Regions from separate parts of the Mus musculus genome. Here region 2 is linked to region 1. Evidence: chromatin contacts called from public Hi-C data. All regions are on one chromosome and are shown on one strand. Each heading gives the region's core, a stretch centred on a gene start, on an enhancer-like site or on the middle of the called end of the contact. The rest is flanking DNA. Distances are from core to core; before and after follow the strand shown.

Region 1 (2,534 bases), core at 16-2,515:
CAGGAAAGTGTTCTTATTTTCCCATCTTATGATTGCGAAGACGGAGCAACAGAGGACAAATAATTTCCCTTGCATCTTAAAGGATAGTGATGTAGAGCTGAGATTTAAATTCAGTTCTCTCTGATTTACTCACAATGCAAACTCATACACTTAAGATCATTGGAATTCCCCAGAGCCATCTTTTCTTGGAAAAGAGTATCTAATAGCATCTTTTAAGGCTGCTGGCCTTAAATGATCTTGCGTGATATGAGTAACATTGTTACCAGGATCTCAGTCTCTTCGAATGCCTTTTCCCTGCCTGGGTCACAGTGGAGTCAGGTGTAATCCTTTTTACTTAGGCCCCTCCCCTCTTCGTTACTAACCTCCTTATGTGTGTTTCACACAAAATTCTTCGATTAATTTGGGGGATAAACTGGCAGCACCAGGGAATCAAAACAGTAATTTTAGCACCCTGGAGGGGTAGCTGCTGAGGACATCATGTGGCAAGCCAGGGATGGTTGGGCAAGACAAGAGCGTGGAGCCCGTGTGGGCTGTTTCCTTCCTTAACCCCCCAGATCCAGGCAGGCAAAACATCTCATAAACAATCTCTTCCATGGGCTTCGCTGCCAGCTCGGAATGGGCTTGGAGTCTATTTGGCTTGCTTTTTAAAGAGGGTGTGAGTGAAACGCTGTCGTTTAAAACTGACCAGAACCCGTGCTATGAGAACAGGTGGACCTGAATTTGGAGCAAATTAAAGGTGAGGCTGAGTTTCAAAGCAAACACAACTGGAGAGCTTGTTTGACTTTAGAAAAATGTTCAATTACCCTTGGGATTCCTTAAAGCGGGATGTCCCTCGCTGCAATTAAAATGTAAATCTCCCTATTTAATTTTGGCTAGCACACATGACCCTTCAAGAATATGCTTGCCTTACCAAGTCAAGGAAGCTTTGTAAAGCAGAAGACAGATTTTCAGCAAAAGACCTGTTGTTTCTTATAAAAACTAAGGCCCAGAAAGCGCTTCTTCCTATTTTTTAATGGTAAAGCTACAATAGAAACCTCATTCATGAGAGAGATCTTGTTTTGAAGTATCATGTAAGACTCTTTTCTAAAACACACTGAGGTTGGTCGAGAACAGGTGCTTGTACAAGCCGAGGCTAGGCGTTGCTGCAAAACCCTGCACCAGTAGGTGGCGCTCTAAGAAAGAGATTACCTTACGGCAAAGGCCAACACCTTGGGGCTTGAAAGCAAAACTGCACTCCTCTCCTGTCTCTTTTTGAAGGCAAAGGCTTTGCTCGCCTCCTTGGAGAGTCTCAGGTTCCCTGCCCTGACTGTCCATCTCTGCAGCGTTATTCGCGCAGATCGGTACCCACAATAACATTTCTTTTAGAACTGTGGGGTAGGGAAGTGAGGCCACACCTGTTATGTAAGACCTTAGCTTGCAGCCTCTGATTCCCGAATCACAGAATGTATTAGCTATTTCGTCGTGTTAAATGAGGATGCTGAGACTGAAATGGAGAATCCAGACTGCCTATCTCCTTGCTTCAGGTTGCGTGCCTCCCAGCTTTTGGGTACGATGTTAGGAGCTTATGGAGGAGGAAATGATGGCAGCCACGTGTGGGGACAGAACGGCTTGTTTTAAAACGGACTGTTTTCCTCTGATTTTCTTTTTCCTCTGCTCTTCTAGTCGTGTCCTCCTAGCAGAACAGATGACAAATGTTAGCTAGTGAGTCTGTCTTAGGTTTCATTTCTGCCAAACTGCCATTTCCCTGATCAGCCACACTTGCTTGTATATAAACCCTGTATCGTGGATTCCCGTGTGCTTGGAAGCACTCCAGGAGGGAAGGGCATGGAAATGAACAAAGCAGACTCTGGCTCTTATAAAGGAAGGAGAAAATAAGTAAGCCAAGCATTTAGCACGTGAATGATGATTACCAGGGAGAAAACCCAACAGCAGCAAAGCAAAGAGAGCTACAGTGTTCAGAACAGCAGCAACTGGGTCAGAGAGAGGCTCATTGAGAGGGCCACCTAGTGATGAGGAAACTCTGAATTTAGAAACAGTAGGGAGACTACTAGATACTACTTGTGTGCGTGCACATGCGCGAGTGTGTGCATGAGTGTGTGCACGCGTGCTTATGAGTGTGCATGTGTGTTCACGTATGTGTGAGTGTATGTGTGCCTGTGTATGCACATGTGTGTCCCCACCTGTACCAATGCTTCTGCCGAGGGAGGCTCATGTCAAGCATGTCACGTTTCAGACTCTTTCATTCTGCCTGGATGCCAGCAATCAAGTCCCAGATGTTTCTGTCTCTCCTTTCCTAGGGAGATTAATCCATCCATCCCCTTTCCATGACTTTATCTCCATCCTCTGTGGTTATATGAACCATCACTTGCTTACGGAAGACTTAATAGCTAACAGTTACATATAACCAACTACAAGCCATATTTATCTTCCTGGGTCTGGGTTACCTCACTCAGGATGATAATTTTCTAGTTCTATCCATTTACCTGTGAATTTCAAGATTTCATTTTTTTTAATGGCTGAGTAATACTCCATTG
Region 2 (2,534 bases), core at 21-2,520, 240 kb after region 1:
CCTGGGGTTGGGCATCCCTCGACAGAGAATGTGCCTTTCCCATCCCTTGTATGTTGGAACCTTTCTCCACTGCTCCTCGTTTCTCTCCATGGTAAGTGACGTTCTCTCATTGTTCATACGCATGAGGTCATAGGTTCGATTTCCCTGTACTGAAAAAACAAACAAACAAGCAAACAAAACATCCAACAATCTTAAAATTCAGGTTTGGTTGGCGATGATTTAGTGGGGCTGCCTCAACTTGACTCGGTGGTAAAGGTCTGATGGCCAGGGTTCAATCCCCAGGACCTACGCAATGGAAGGAGAGAGACTCCTGTGAGTTGTCATGGCGCGTACAGAATAAATGGATGTGATTTTAAAAGAACACTTCTCTCGGCACAGGGTTGTTGTGCTGTTTATCTATGCAGATCAACACCTGGGTCTCCACACCGAGTTTTCATGTCCTTTTAACGTCTGCATTCCTGTCTGCCGGAAATTCCTCCTGCTATCTATAATGTAGAGTTAAGCTCACGTTCAAAACCTCTGCAGAGCATCAGGAAATCATTTAACCTTCTCAAAACACAGCTTTCTTCCTCGGATAATGAGGACTGTCTTAGAAATTGTGGGGGCACACTCTGGCAGCACCCAGCAAAGAGCCTCAGCTAAGCAGCAGTGTTCACGGAGCTCCTGGTCTGTCCTGTCCCGGGGGTGGGGGGTGGGGCCCACGATGAACAGTAACATAGATGATTTTTCTTTTTGGCATGATGAAATTTTAATTGTTTTATCCTTGGGATTCATGCTCCTTTTCAGTAATTAAAAATGCCGAGAATGTAAGAACCACCTACCAGAATTAACAGATGTTAATCATTTCTCATATTTGCCCGAATTTTCTCAAACAAAAGAAACCAAATATTTTCACTAAAGCTGAAATCCCTCCTGTTATGGTTCCTCGGGTTCTTCCTTCCTCCCCCGAGGCAGCCTTGATCATGAATTTGGGGCATAGTCTTCCAATCTGTCTCTGTGTCGTGTTCCCACTCCGAGTGTTCATAAATCATACATGGGTTACATTTGCATGCTTAACGGCATACTCTCCAACTTGATTTTTTTTTCACCCCACATTGTTTTGCAAGCACATCTGTGTGGAAGCCCAGAGTCCCTCGTTCATGCTGATGGCGAGTGCTCTGTTGTCCCCAGTCTCTGCCACACCAGGCGGCTGCCTGCCATTGCCATCCATCCTGCAGAAGTGCCTCCCCTGAGAGTCCCGGGGAAGACATTCCAGAGGTGGAACTGCTGACTCACAGAGCGCTCCAGCCGCCAGCTGGCCTGGCCTGTGCCAACCTGTTCTGCAGAGCGAGTGCACGGGTTCACACAGGCCACCTCGGAGGGGTCTGGCCCTCCACCTTCTCACGGGTCCTCACAGTTGTGACTTTTCAGTGTTCGCCAAACAGATTTGTTGTGTGGTGGGGTCTCACGCTTATTTTTACCCCGCTCATCTCCGTTCACTGGCGTGCCGTCATTTCTCCGTGTTTCTGAATATCCAGTCTGTCTGAAGGAAGGTTTTTAAATTCTGTACCATGTTACAGCTGCCTCCCCCGGTGTCTTCTTTCCTGCTGAGTTTTCTGTGAGGAGTATTTTGTCCTAAGGAAGATTTTAAATTTTGTTTTGGTTTAATTGATCTATTTTTTTTTCAATTATGAATTTAAGAGCTAAGCTTATAAGGGCATTTCCTCCTAATGAGGTTGCAGTTTGTGATGAAGTATGCTTGTGCACATATGGGTTGTTAACCCTTTTGCATGCAGCAGAAAATCAGTTTTAATATTGTCCTCAAGGAAAGCCGTTTGTCCCACACTTTGAACAGTCCACTTTTCCTACACTAGTTTTTAATGCCAGCTCTGTTCTATACTAGGGTTTCTTAAACTTTTTTCCACTCACAACTCCTTTTGTCCTCCCAAAGTTTATGAAACCCAAAGAATATAGGTTTATAAAACACATACAAACAGTTACTGGCCATAAATCACAATGAAATTTACTTGAAATTAATTTTTATTATAGATTTTTATTTTATCAATTATTAAAGACAAAAAGAAAGTTCTGTATTAGTGAGATGCATGTAGCCCATTTCTTTTTAGCATAAAGTTAAATCTCCACTGAACATTTGATACTACAGGACATAGAGCATCGTCAGTATTTTTCATAGTTGATTGACATTTTGATCTTTAATATCATCAGCACTGGGAACACTGTCACATAAATACATAGGATAAAATGACAGGACTGCGTTCGGGGCCACCACAGAAATTGTTGAAAATTCTGTCCTGCTCCCCAGCTAAAATTCATTTACCAGAATGGTTTTTTTACTGAACTCAAGTCAATAACTCAAAGATAGATTTTTAAAGCCAAGCATTCTAACAAATTGCAATCCAGAGAGTATACTGATTTGGTATGCACTGAGGGACTGCGGTAGGAAAGTAAAGTCTTTGTTTGCCATAAGGAAGCCATTCTGTTTCTGTCAGAGCAGAAGACTGTATGTACTGTGAAACTGACCTGCAGGCCAGAAC

Evidence for each region. Hi-C and Micro-C count contacts between places; a contact is called where the count stands out from the background.
Region 2: a contact with region 1 is called in a Hi-C map of cerebral cortex, with 3 times the contacts expected there. The contact joins two enhancer-like sites. A contact is called at or near these places in 1 of 15 datasets of contacts at CTCF or cohesin (stem cell-derived epiblast-like cells), 37 of 484 Hi-C or Micro-C datasets (the C2C12 cell line, CD4 T cells, the CH12 cell line and 17 more), 4 of 115 datasets of contacts at active chromatin or transcription factors (embryonic stem cells, epiblast stem cells, forebrain and 1 more) and 1 of 9 other capture datasets (embryonic stem cells).

The regions. Positions count from the first base shown.
Region 1 is chr10:85,219,931-85,222,464 of GRCm38.p6, forward strand. No RefSeq gene overlaps it. Among named protein-coding and RNA genes, the nearest start is that of Cry1, 36 kb to the left of the region's middle. Within about 2 kb of position 1,266, at least 21 of the 459 cell types and tissues checked have an H3K27ac peak or open chromatin away from gene starts, as enhancers often do. A contact at or near this core is called in cerebral cortex, where this site is marked.
Region 2 is chr10:85,457,906-85,460,439 of GRCm38.p6, forward strand. The region is part of intron 1 of Btbd11 (BTB (POZ) domain containing 11); the gene reads left to right. Among named protein-coding and RNA genes, the nearest start is that of Btbd11, 72 kb to the left of the region's middle. Within about 2 kb of position 1,271, at least 70 of the 459 cell types and tissues checked have an H3K27ac peak or open chromatin away from gene starts, as enhancers often do. A contact at or near this core is called in cerebral cortex, where this site is marked.